2 separate regions of the Capra hircus genome follow, and region 1 is linked to region 2. Evidence: chromatin contacts called from public Hi-C data. All regions are on one chromosome and are shown on one strand. Each heading gives the region's core, a stretch centred on a gene start, on an enhancer-like site or on the middle of the called end of the contact. The rest is flanking DNA. Distances are from core to core; before and after follow the strand shown. Region 1 holds the start of USP46 (ubiquitin carboxyl-terminal hydrolase 46). Region 2 has its middle 86 kb from the start of USP46.

Region 1 (7,276 bases), core at 4,678-7,177, 85 kb after region 2:
CATGATAAACACCAAATTCAGAACAGCGGTCACTGTGGTAGGAAGGGGATGGGGAAATGCTCACTCATATTTGTAATTATTTTATTTCTTCACAGGGTGTAGACACTGAGTGGTCACTCTATGCGTTTCCATATTTTTCTGCACGCCTGAAATTTATCACCACCTAGAAAGACAGCCCCACGTCTGAGCTACCTGAAAGCATTTGCAGGTTCTGAGAGCTGAATCAGAACTTGATGGGAAGAAGGAAAGTTGGACCTATGAATGGAAAGCTGAAACAACCAATAGGGTTCCCCTCTCCCTCTTCAAACTATCCATGGCAAAAAATCATTCTCAGAATTGTGGTAAAATTCCATGCAGAGGACTTGTGACACCCCCAAAATTCTAAGCCACAATCCCAGAACAGAAACATTCCAAACAGCCTTTAGTGTTGACATAGAATTTATCTGCCTGAAGACACTTTTTTCCTGGTTCATTTTTGGGTGGCCTTTTCTTTGAAAAGATCAGCAAGGCCTTTCAAACCCTTAAATGAGCATTGGGTTTCACCACAAATGAAGGTTTACTATAAGAAACTGCATTAAAATATTTAGGCCAGAAAAGTTAACTAGACTCAAAGTTAACTTTTACAACTCTTTCAGTTGGTTTGCTTTGGGCTGGCTCCATGGGTAGGCCAGCGATAAAACCACCGAGAGATACCTTTCTGATGATACCAAAGAATTCAATACCATCACAAAACTTCAATTCATTAAAACTAACTAGATAGACTAGGCCCAGTGTAGGGTGAAAAAAGACATGTGAACTTTCTTGTTTAGAAAAATTTAGGGAGCTTTCTCTTAATTGCTCAAGAGAATAAAAACTTTCAGTTACTACCCAAACACGCCAAAATTCCACATTACTGAAAAATAACTAGGCTTTATTGTTTGGGTCAACTGGAAAACACGAAGCTGATATCCAGAAGCGGGTATCACAATCTTTAGTGAAAGTGAAGTCACTCAGTCGTGTCCGACTCTTTCCGACCCTATGGACTATAGCGTACCAGGCTCCTCCATCCATGGCATTTTCCAGGTAAGAATACTGGAGTGGGGTGCCATTGCCTTCTCCAGGAGAGCTTCCCGACCCAGGGATTGAACCTGGGTCTCCTGCATTATAGGCAGACACTTTACCGTCTGAGCCACCAGAGAAGATTTAATTCTAACAAAATACTGGCTTTCAGTTTTGTTTTCCCATATGATTCCAAGAAAAACAGAGAAGAATCTGTAGACCTAATTGTCAGGTCCTGACCCAACACAAACTCCTTCATGTTAGACATAAGAGGCCAGAAGAACAGAATGTTTTTTTAAACATTAACCCAGCCCACTTCAGGCTGCAATTTCTAAATCTGACAATTATCAGTGTAGATGCTCACACATGACCTTAACCTCTCCTAGCTGATTCATTAACTCAGAGTCTCCAATTATCTTTCAATGGGAAGGAGTAACAGAGGAAGAAACACAGTCATCTCTTCTCTCAAATTTTGAGTTTTACATATTATTTTTAATTTTTTTAAACGTTTTCAACTATTCTAAAAATGCCTGCCTCAAATAAGTAATTGACTTCCCAATATAAAATGATCTCTATAAATGTCCTCCAGCTTTATTACAAATTTCTAGTAATTTTATTTTCCCTTCACATCGAGGTGACTTCTATTTAAAAGAATTCAAATCTGGCACTCACAGTGGTGCCCAATAACATCCTGGGGTTGTTCAATGGATGCTGAAATGGTAATATCTGGTAAATTCAACATAGTTTCAAACAAAGTAGTTAAGAACTACTACTCACTAAGGAAGTTTCTGACAACCAAATGTATATACACATCAGTTCTACAAGTTGAGAAACTACGGTCCCAAGAAACACAACAATTTGTTCAATGGCACCATTAGACTCAAGCTTAGCTGGAGAGACACCCAATAGCATAGATTTCAGTTCTAAGCTCTTCTGACTACAATCACAGAAAATAAAAGAATCAAACTCGAATCAAATGCAAATTAAAGAAATATCCTGCTGTGATCACCAGTTTACTGTCCTGCTTCTGAGATTTTGCTCAATTTTGATCCGTGTGGATCTCCCACTGTATTGAGATAGTTTCATCTTTACCAATGTTATGCCCACAAGATAAGAAACCATTGAGCTCCTTGGGGACGGCGACTCACCCCGCTCAATTACACACCTGCACGTAATATGTGCCGACACTAACACAGAGATCCTCAACAGATGGCCATTTCCAGGCACAAAACGTAATCTATTTGACACACGGCATTTCTTTCACGGAATATTTTACAGCACTATTCACAAATGAAATTAAGATTTGATGATTTAGGCCAATCTGCATCTGTACAAGTCACATTTCTAGAGGGCACATTTGGTTTCTACTAACAAATGCTTCCTCTTTAGAAAATTCCTCAGGCTTTTCAAACAGAAAATCTACCCCCAAAAACCTTTCACTTACAAAAGTTAAATCCATTAGCCTGGCCAAAATCAGAAGACTATCAACAAGGGACATTTCCTCATGCTTGGTAGCAGCTAATACATTTAAAAATTACAACATACCAGCCAAACAAGCTTTACTATCTCTGAACCAGACACGCTGTGTAGCTAAGGTGACAAGCCCTCAGCAAGCTGATCAAGAATCACTATGGCAGGAATTCACACGAAGTGAAATTAAGACAAACGGGAACTCGCATTAAACTGCCAATGGACAATAAAACCTCGGGGGTAGAAGACAAGTAGAGGGATGGGAGTATTTTCCACGACCCCTGTATCTAAAACTGGCACAAGAAGTGTGGGGAAAAGAGAAGGTGTTTATTTCTCAATCACACAAGGATTTGCAACAAGGTTTTTCCTGCTCTGCTGCGTCCTTTCTTGTCTGCTGGATGAAACAAATCCAGACTCAGTACTAGGTCCTGGTTTGCACAAGCCTTACCTAGAAGGATGTATCTTCTATCACTGTTTCTGTGACACACATCAGCCTGTTTAAAATATGCCAGATGACCTGCTTTAAAAAAAAAAGACGCAACTGTCAACTGTCACTTCTTACTACAACTCCATTTGGGATCAAATGGAGTTGGGACTGGGAAGGATCAGTTAGAGCCCCCCAGAGAGAAAAGAAGTGGTGAGGAGAGACCCACAGAAGACCTACCTGGAAACAATTCATCATTGAGTGAACAATCTTAAGCGAGGTCCAATGAAACTGTATGTCTGAACAAGTGAAAAGACAGCAGTCTCACCACCCAGCCTCCTCTGTGGGAAGCAAGACTGGGAGGGACCAGGGCACCAGAGCAGCCTTTTATAAGGGGGCGGGATTAAGGACTCCCACCCCAGTCTCCCTGTATGGGCTTGGTTTGCATAAACAAACATTTATCTTAGCATTTATCTTAGCAGCTGCTTACATCAGGTCCAAGAAGACACTGTCCTTTAAACAACTGAAGATGACATAATAATGATAAAGATGAAGCTGATCATCAACACCTGATACTCAGTAAGTACTTGCTACCTAGTAGGCTCAGTAACTCCTTTAATACAACAGTCGCATGAGGAGGAACCATTATCATCCCCTTCTTGTAGATTAGGAAAGTAGGAGAGCAACTGGTTCTGGGACAAAAAACTAGCATATGTTCGAACCAAAACCCTGAACCCAGGAAGTCTGACTTTAGACCCCAGACTCTTTATGTCCCTTACTCTAGGCACAGGGTCTATATCGGAATGTACAACTCCCGAGTTGTGAATTATTGGTTCCTCATCTCACTTGGGTGATGATCCTAAGTTTGGTGCCTTTTTAAGGACTTCACATGAGATGTCAGTTCTCCACAGCCCACTCCTCTCGTCTGCCCTGCAGCTTGCCTCTCTAGCTGAGTTTTGTTGGAAACAGGTTGTGACATTCTGCTCAGGTGTGCCAAGAAGCCCCAGCTGCACTGAGGGCAAAAAAGAAAAAAAGCTGGAGGCTGGCTTCATCTTGGCACACGCTAACTCTCAAGTTTCCAGCCCGCTTCAATACAGAGGCGTCACCACAAACAAGCGGGGCAGGAACACCACCACCGACGGCTCCCCTGCCCTGTGAGCCCAAAGCCACCCGAGCAGGCACGAAAGAGAGTGTTAGAGTTGCTCTGGTTTCACAGTTCCCCTCAGGAGCTGGTCTTAGCAGACAGAGAAACCGGGAAGAGAGGCATCACCTTTTCACTGCACCAAGCAACATTAATGCCACTCGACAGGAGGGAGCAGGGGGCCTGTCTCCGCGTGGAGAAGAGAGGAAATGGAAACCCGCCAGGAGCCACCCACCACGTCTAACTGGTCCTGCGCCAGTATTTTTGCAGCTGTCACCCCGGGAAGGCCCAGCTTTTGCTCTGCCCACCACAGCAGTAGCCACGTCCAACAGCGCTGAAAACTGAAGCCAGCGCCAGTGGGTCTTGATTCCATCCCTGAGTAACACATGGCTCCTTAATGCTCCTTTCCCATGTGTTAATCTTGCAGGAGAATATGGGACAGAAGATTTGAAAAGCTGGGTGATGGGGGAAGGGCAGCCAGATCACCTTACTCCCAGGCTTTTCAATCAAGCCTCCTCAGATTCCCTTTAGCGGCCTGTGTTACTAGCTTGAGAGGTTTCCCCAAACTGGTATTAAAAGAGCATGTGTTCCATCCAGCTGGAGGAAGGGGAGACAGGATGGGGGCGGGGTGGGGGGTTGGTCCCTGGACAGCCAAGGCAAAGCACACACCCTCTCATCGTGCACAGGAAGGCAGTGCCTCACTCCAGGGGGCAAGCCTTGGTCCCCAAGGCTCTGACAAGTGGAAGTACCAGCAGGAGGCACCCTTGAGACCCAATGGCTGGAGGTTGTTCCTGCAGAAGGCAAAGCAATGGGAGAAATACAAGTTAAAGTGATCACGATGTCGTGGGCCCCGTCCTCACCAGAGCCCAGCAATGTCCTCTTGCTGCGTCCACACCCACCGGTCCACACTTGGGTCTACAGTGACAGGCAGGATAACCCTGGAGACCTCCTCCATGCCCCCCAGCCGGCCCGCATCCTCAGGACCTTTAAATGTCACTGCCTTATGACCTTGTCCCCCTTTCACAGATGGGGAAACTGAGGCATCCACAACAAATGACCGTGCTTTCCCAAACCAGGTATAAGTTCACTTCCCTGACCACAATTTTGCACTTTTTTTTTACAGCTCTATCACATTTCAGATTTCTCCAGACACACCGACTGCCTCTGCAAAGTGAATCTTAAATACAGTTTAAAAGAGTGAACTCAAAAATCAGATAAGGGCGGTCAGGGTGTCCGGCAGGGCTTTATCTTCGGCAAGAACATGGTGGGCGTCCCCCGCCACCCCAGCTTCTCTTCCAACCTGGTCCCCCGGGACGTCCGGGTTCGGCCTACCTCCTCCCCCGAAGACGCTTCACCGCAACCCGAGGGCGGAGGCGCAGCGGCGCAGGGACGCGCGGGCGGGCGGGCTCCCGGGTCTCGGGGCCGAGAAGGGGGCGGGGGGCTCCGGGCCCCTCCCCCGGCAGCTCTCCGGGCCGCGACCGGCCCGCCCAGCCTGGGGGCCGGGAACTTCTGGAGGCGCCGCACGGCCCCCGCCGCCCCCACCCCCACCGGCCGCTCGGCGGGCGTGCAGCTCGGGTTTCCCATTCTTCGCCTCCCCACGCCCGGGGCTCGACCCTCGAGGCGGCGGCGGCGGCGACCACTCACCATATTACAGATGGAGGCGATGTTTCGGACAGTCATTAGTCTAAAGGTTACAGCGATCCCGCACCGCCATCTTTACAAGGGGAAAACAGGACCGGCCATGGTGGAGCGCTCGCGGGGAGGCCGGGCGCGGCGGCGGCGGGGAGGCGGCCTGGGGTCCGGCTTTCAGTTTGGCTGGGAGAAGGGAGGCCGGGAGGGAGGAGAGGAGGCGGGGAGGGCGGGGAAGGCGGGAGGCGGGCGGGAGAGCGGAGGGGCGGGGAGTGGCGGAGCGAGGGAGCCTGGGCCGCGGCCGGCGGCGCCGGGAGGAGGGGCGGCCCGAGCGCCGCGTGCAACCCGCACGCCCCGAGCGCTCCCGCCGCGCTCCGGCCCCGACCCGGCCCGGGTCCCCGCGGCTCCTCCTCCCGCCTCCGCCGGCCGCCCCGGCTCGGCTTTTCTCTTTTTTCTCTCTCGGCGTCCTGCTTCACTCCGAACCGGCTGGAAAGCGCGGCCAGGCCCCGGCTCGCGCAGCGGCAGCCGGTCCCCCGGGCGGACCCGTCCGCGCCGGCGGCCTCCTCCGCCCAGCTCCGGCCCGCGGCGCCGCCCGGGAAGCGAGACCGAGCCCGCGCTGGGTGTCGGCCGCCGGAAGGCTCAGCGCGCGGGCTGGGGACTCGCGGCCGCTTTCTCTCTTCACTTGTTCTTTCTGGCCGCGCGGCCCGCAGCAGCCCCGCGTTTTCACGTTCCGCGAGTGGAGGAGGCAAGGGGCAGGGGTGACTACGTCCAACTTTTCGTTTGTCCCCGGGTTTCCAGCTAGATGGCACCAGCGGGGACCCACGAAGTAAATGGGGTCAGGACACGGGAGTGCCGAGAGCCCTTGTCCTGCCGGGTCGAGGGCGCCGGGAGGGGACGGGAGCGTGGGCCGAGGCGCGCTTGGGCAGTGGGTGACAGCAGCAGGTACAAAGGGGAAGTCTCGGTACTGGATAAGGACTAGGGATGGTCCAGGGAGCGATGGAACCTGGAAAGAATGAAAAACAAACTTTTCCGCGTCTTCTAGAAAAACCTACTTCTCTCGGGGCCACCCAGTTTCTTCAGGTTTGGAGGGTCATTGTATTGGCTCATACACATTTCCTGCATACACAGTCGTGGTTTTTAACTCAAAGCGCCAATCTACACCACTTAGCAGTTACATTCTGTGAAGTGGAGGAGCCCATTTCCGAAGGTGTAAAACAGTTCTCATACAAAGTTGCAGTTTTATGCTTTCAACAGAGAAGTTGTACGAGGGAAACGCCTGACAGTTCTTAAACCCATATATTTAATGACAAATCGAATTAAAGGAGAAATTAATGAAATTGAAGATAGCTTTTATCTAACCAAGAGGAACATACTAGGAAAATAGCTCACTTCCTGTCCTCCATTATCTATTTAGTGTTAATGCTCTTTAGTAGTTGAAGACCATTGATTGTTAATGTCCCTAGGACCTGGGATGGAAATAAGACAACGGAGACAAAGTTTCGTTGGGGGTCATCTTGGCTCTGGATATTTAATGGATTTCCAGACATCAATTCCTGCTTAAGTTATTCTGCCTA
Region 2 (6,981 bases), core at 3,230-5,729:
TAGTCATGTATGGATGTGAGAGTTGGACTAAAGAAAGCTGAGCACCGAAGAATTGATGCTTTTGAACTGTGGTGTTGGACAAGACTCTTGAGAGTCCCTTGGACTGAAAGGAGATCCAACCAGTCCATCCTAAAGGAAATCAGTCCCGAATATTCATTGGAAGGACTGATGCTGAAGTTGAAACTCCAATACTTTGGCCACCTGACACGAAGGACTGACTCATTGGGAAAGACCCTGATGCTGGGAAAGATCGAAGGCGAGAGGAGATGGGGACGACAGAGGATGAGATGGTTGGATAGCATCACTGACTTGATGGACATGAGTTTGAGTAAGCTCCAGAAGTTGGCGATAGACAGGGAAGCCTGGCATGCTGCAGTCCATGGGGTTGCAGAGTCGGACACGACTGAGCGACTGAACTGAACTGAACAGAGCCCTGGGCCCAGCGCCCAGCTCGCAGGAGGCAGTCAGTAAGTGCTGGGAATTCTCCTTCTCCCCCACTAAACCATGGGATGGAGAAATGTATCCATGGATCCCCAGCACGTGTATCCTCTGGCATGGTATGCACTCAGTAAATATCTACTTTTTAAACAAATAAGTGAATATAGGAGTCTCTATGTAATTCAGAATCTTTTCAATAGAAGATGCCTAGTAAATCTTTGCTAGTTCTAGCTCTGAGTCAGCTCAAAATGCTACATCATACTAAGGCCTTTGTAATTAGTATGGGGGAGGTATTGAAGTATGGTTCAATTAAAACATTTCAGAACACAGCCTTTCTGCCTCCAGAAATAGTTGAATAAAAAAACAATATTAAATTCTAAATGGCAAAAGTAACAGGTAATGTACCACATGGGAGAGGGGGTGTACTTCAGAGTGTGCCAAGGGCATTGTGGAACATCCTGCTTTTTGAGTAATACAGCATTAAAGGAATGAAGCAAAGAAAGCAAAAGACAAGTAGCCTTAAAGAGGGAAAACTGTTTCGAACACAAATCACCTTACAGGGACTTCCTTTTCAAGGCAGTGGTAACTCCTCACTCTCTTTCCTTGGGCAAGCTTCTGGAATGTTTGAAATGATCAACTGTGAGAAGGGTGAGGAAGAGCTTTCCACGGTGAGGGTTTAATGGGCTCAAGGAACTAGAGCAAGCCCAGTGTGGCTGGAGAGATGATGTGAAAAGGCTAGGTCAATGAGATGCCTCTGGAGGGTGATAACCCAGAAGAACCAAAGGCTGATGACTTACCACGGCCCTCCGACCCTTAATGCAATGCTCAGAGACAGAACCTATCCAAAATGAATCACCCACATTTATTTACTCATGAGAAAACCTCAGACGAACCCTGACGGAGGAGTGTTGTGTAAATGACAGGTCTGGACCCTTCAAACGAGTCTAATGTCACAAAAGATGAAGTAAATATCTGCTGGGGGCCAGATCCTGGAAGAAAAAAGAATGCTATAAAGCACATTTTGGGGACAACTTGTGAATTTTGACTATGGACTGTAAATTAAATAATAGTATTGAACCAATGTCAAATTTCCCAATCTGATCATTGTACTGTAGTTACTGTGTTAAGAGGTTGCTCTTGTTCTTGGAGGATACAGGCTGAAATATTTAGAAGTGAAGGGCCATGATGTCTCCAGTGTACTCTCAAGTGTATCTGCAAAAATAATAATGCAAATAATAAAAGTAATAATAATAAGACATACATATTTAAAGAGAGAAAGCAAATATGGCAAAATATTGCAATCAGTAAATCCAGGGGGTAATTTGGATGCTTATTACTCTATTCTTGCAACTTTTCTGTAGGTTTTCAGTTTTTCAAAACAAAAAGGTAAAAGTGATTCCTCAGGCTGCTGCACCATGAATGGGCTTTCGGGGTGGCATTATTGGTAAAGAACTCTCCTGCCAACGCAAGAGGTGCAAGTGACGTGCATTCTATCCCTCAGTTGGGAAGGTCCCCTGGAGAAAGGAATGGCTACCCACTCCAGTGTTCTTGCCCGGAGAATTCCATGAACAGAGGAGCCTGGCAGACTCCAGTCCATAGCGTCGCAAAGAGCTAGACACAACTGAAGCAACCTAGCAGGCAGGTACCACGAATGGATTGTGCGTATGCGTGCTCAGTCATATCTGACTCTTTGCAACCCCATGGACTGTACCCCGCCAGGCTTCTCTCTCCATGGAATTTTCCAGGCAAGAATACTGGAGTGGTTTGCCATTTCCTACTTCAGGGGAATCTTCCCAACCCAGGAATAGAACCCACATCTCTTGTGTCTCCTGCACTGGCAGGTGAATTAATTCTTTACCACTGCGCCACCTGGGAAGCCCATGAGTGAATGGATTGGAGGAAGCAGTAAAGAAGGTTGGTCCAAACAAGACATAAAGGTAACCTGGACTAGGCTTTTGGCAGCAGACATGAAGAGATGCCTGTGTGATTGACATATGTCTTGTAGGTGAAGGAATGATATTTACACTTGTGACTGTGACAAGCTAAATGTCAGCTCCTTTCTAGCTGCTGTATTAGCAAAATATTACCTTTCAACATGATATAATAATCACTAAAACCACCATATGCATAAATGTATATGTGCTATCATGAATGCAATTATTACAAACTACATATAAATAACTTGTTTCTACTTAGGTAAGTCTGAGATCTAGTAGGTGTGGGGTGAGACCCAGGAAATTATATCGAAAGCTTCTAGATGATTCTGATGTAGTCAGGTTGTGGAACCATGGCTCCGGAAACCCAAATTCATTCTAGTCTGGGTTTGGATTCTAGCCTCTCACCCTGTTGCCTCTCAGTGTTTCGTAAGAAGCCACCCTCAGGCTAAGTAGATTTATTAACCACTGTGGAAGGGATTATCGGACAGACAGACAAGGTGATTCAAGAGACCCTGACGTCAAAGCAGGAGGAGATACTCTCACTCTCATTAAGGACTTTAGCTCAACTGTAGCTTCTTAAATTCTCTCTCCAAGTCCTACCCTTCAACTTTTCAATTTATACATTTTATCTCAAGAATAGTAGAATAAGAATACATTTTGTGGCACTGACAAATTAAGTCATGTGACTTTAGCAACAGTTACAAAACAACCCCAAATCAAGGAAAAACACTTCAGCAAGAAGGCGAGTTTCACAAGTGGACCAGATGGAAATTCTATATGCTGGCGGAAAGGAAACAACAGAAAAACAGACACTATCCATTTTCAAGCCTCTCTCTTGGCTCTCAGACACTTGAAAGAATTTCAGACACCAGATGAGGATAGACATCAAGTCTATTACACTATAATGATGACCCCTTAGATGATGGCTCTAGGGTCTGCATACATTAAACCAATAGGAAACTAAGAAATCTCTAAGTATTCATAAACCAGACTAGTTCTGAAGTTCCGTGTTCATTCCTGTCCAAGATTTAGAGTCCCTCTAATTTCCCCAAGTGTTTCCCTGGACTAATGCAACATTTGCACACAGACAGCTAAATCTTCCAAGCCTACAGGTATAAATCCTTCCTGCACTAAAGGGGAAAGTTTTAAGTTTAAATGCTGTTTGCATAAAGATATATGTACAAAGATACTTATTGCAAGGTTGCTTATCACAGCAAAAAAGGACCTAAATATTTTTAAATAAGTTATGGTGTGTCCATGTTATGGAGCTGTATGCAGTACTTTTTTTTTAATGAAGTAACTCTGGTACATAAAGATCTTCAAGGCTATTAAGTTGGGGGAGAGGGAAGCAAGTTGCAGAATAGTATTTTAAAACATTTACATTTTTTTTCTTTTTCTTTTTTTGGACTCACCTTGTGGCATGCATGATCTTAGTTCCCTGCTGCTGCTGCTGCTGCTGAGTCACTTCAGTCGTGTCCGACTCTGTGCGACCCCATAGATGGCAGCCCACCAGGCTCCCCCGTCCCTGGGATTCTCCAGGCAAGAACACTGGAGTGGGTGACCAGGGATCAAACCTCCCTCACCCTCTACAGTGGAAACAAGGAGTCTTAACCACTGGACCACCAGGGAAGTCCCACATTTACATTTAAAAATCAAAACTAAACACATATGTACATGTTAATATTATCTCTGGCACACAGATGTGTGTTAATGCAAGAAAAGGTCTAGAAGAGTCTTCTACAAACTTTCGTTAGTAGTTATCTCTGGAGAAGGAAATAGAGTTGGGAGAAAGGAGAAACTTTCATTTTTACTCTATTTAGCCAGGTCTTATTGAATTTTTAACTATAATCATGATTCGTACGTCATTTCTATAATTTTCTGATAATTTATATGCAACTTAAATGTACAGTAAAAAAATGGCAGTTGGTTTGCTGGGCTAACCTTCAGCGGATGGACGGGGACAAAGAAGTTCTCACCCCAGGCCCCCTGTTCACTATCCCTTTGGGCCCAGGAGTGAACAGTATCTGGGAGTCTGGGACACAGCAAGCTGACTGCCCCTCGCTGAGCCCCACGGTGTGCACGCCACAAAGGCCTGCAACCGGCAAGCCCCTCTGTCCTTCTGCAGGGGCAGAAACAGCCCTTGTGGGGACAGCACTGACTTCATTAGACACCAGCATCAGCATCCCACTCCCGGGGACCAAACTGCTCCCAGAGATACTTACAGAAGTTTGAGCAAAATGCAAGGGTGACAGCTTGATGATCTTGGGTCTCTCTGCTCTCTTTTTTATTGACTTGCCTCAAACAACATCCACCTGTACTGAGACTCCCACCTGCCTGAAGGGAAAAGAAGATATCAAACATTAACTTTAGAACTGGCCACGGCAGAGGCCCAATATGAGCTGGTGTCTTTCCAGAGGAGACTGATACTTTGAAAGGATCAAAGAATTAAGCTAGATGGTTTTAGCATCATCTCATTTCTTTCATTAGATTAATCCAGGCAGGGCTTCCCTGGTGATCCTGTGGTTAGGAGGCCCCCTTGCAATGCAGGGGAAACCAGTTCAATCCCTGGTCTGGGGAAGGTCCCCTATGTCACGGAGCAACTGAGCCTATGGGGCACAACTACGAAGCCCGAGCTCTAGAACTTGCAGGTCCTGACTACTGAAGCCCAGGAGCCCTAGAGCCCGTGACCTGAAATAAAAGAAGCTGCTACAATGATCAACTCTGCAATGAGAAAGCCAAGCACCACAACAAAGAGCAGATCCCACTTGCCAGAGCTAAAGGAAACCTGCACACAGCAACAGAGACCCAGAACAGTCAAATATAAACAAATAAAATTATATATATATACATATACACATATATAATTATATATACACATATACATATATATAATTATATATATACACATATACATATATATAATTATATATATGTATATATATACACACACACATATACATATATGTATATATAATTAATCCAGACAATATCATTTATTCTTATTTTAAATATGTGCTTAAGTGGAAGATTTGATGGGTACCATTTTGTTCAGGCAGTTCTATTAATGAATTAATAATGACAAATTAACAGCAAATACTTTCCAAACACATTCCAACATTGAATGTATTGGATGCCCTGAACACACGGGTAGCCATTGTGTCAGCCATTGTTACATGCCTGACATACTTCATTTCGTGTAATCCTCACAATGACATTAGAGGTGAGTGTTATTTTCATTATCTGTTTGACAGACGAGGAAACAGAGACTGAGAAGAACACAGAGCTGGTAAGCAGCAGAGCCCATATCCTGATTTGTGTTCATTTGATTTTAGAGCCTGCAGCTGTGTTATTAGAGGGAAAGATCTAGCGTTTGCCTACAACGCAGGACACCCAGGTTCAATCCCTGGGTTGGGAAGATCCTCTGGAGAAGGAAATGGCAACCTACTCCAGTACTCTTGCCTGGAAAATCACTTTCATTTTTCTATTCTGCAGATAAACAAAAGTTCTAAACTATCTCATTATTTATACCTAGAATTCGAACCAGGTAGCTCGAGTGGTACCAGAACAAAGTGCTCCAGAAAGATTCTCAGTGTACTCCAGAAGCCCCAGCTTCAGTTTTCTCATCTCTAAACGGGAATGGTGATACTAGACCCTGTCTCATAGAGTGGTGAGAACCCAAGGAGGAAACTCATACAAAGAGCTTAGCTTAGGATCTGGCACATAGCAATTGCTCAATAGATATGTAGTCAAAACAACTAATACTTGCAAAAACATGTGAGTGATTATATCAGCTAGGTTAGCTTACCAGTACAGCCAGCAAACAGACACCTTCATAGAAAGCACGGTTCGAGCCATGGGATCCTGAACACGGGAGTCTTGATGGAAGGACTAAAGAGGCCACAAGATTTAAGTCCATGTTCTTGATGATTTTCTTTTGAACTGGAACATACCCTCTTGATACCAATGTGGGAGCAGAGGGGAAAGAAGGGAAATAGGAATGCAGGGACCTAGGCAGAACAAGCTGGCTGCTGTACCCTCCTCTCCATCCTCCCACCAACAGTCTTAGTGAAGACTCCCACCAATCTTAGTGAAATTGAGTTACAGTGAGTTCAACACTACTTGAAAGTTGTTAAGACAGCTCTCACCACAAAACAGAGCATTGTAACTATGTGAGGTGATGGATGTGTTAACTAACCTTACTGTGATATTTATTTGCAGTACATACATATGTCAATAATTACATTGTATATCTTAAACATACACAAAGCTATCTGTTAATTATATCTCAACAAAGCGAAAAAAAAAAATTAGTTCAATGCTCTCTCTAAAAGGGGGAAAAGCCATGATGGTGCCCTATTAAAGGCTGAAAGATGTTTGGGGGAAGGAAATAAAAGGAAGCCTTACCTTTTTAACATCAGATTGTTGGTTTTCAAACTGTGTTTCATGGAACCTTGCTTTGGGGGTTCCACAAATGTTTTCATTAAGATTTCACTTTAAAAATATAACTTGGTTAAATAATCAACAGATATACTCAAGGGTGTTCTAAATCAAATTTAAACCCATTGGAAGACCCCAACTGAGATAAATTGGGAGGTTAGCTTATTTT

Evidence for each region. Hi-C and Micro-C count contacts between places; a contact is called where the count stands out from the background.
Region 1: a Hi-C map of blood shows a contact between it and region 2, with 2.0 times the contacts expected there. The contact joins the promoter of USP46 here to the enhancer-like site in region 2. A contact is called at or near these places in 3 of 5 Hi-C or Micro-C datasets (blood and liver).

The regions. Positions count from the first base shown.
Region 1 is chr6:68,896,602-68,903,877 of ARS1.2, forward strand. USP46 (ubiquitin carboxyl-terminal hydrolase 46) reads right to left here and starts at 5,928. Exons shown (of 9, transcript XM_018049455.1): 1 at 5,718-5,928. The coding sequence starts at 5,753.
Region 2 is chr6:68,812,777-68,819,757 of ARS1.2, forward strand. No RefSeq gene overlaps it. Among named protein-coding and RNA genes, the nearest start is that of USP46, 86 kb to the right of the region's middle. Within about 2 kb of position 4,480, at least 1 of the 5 cell types and tissues checked has an H3K27ac peak or open chromatin away from gene starts, as enhancers often do.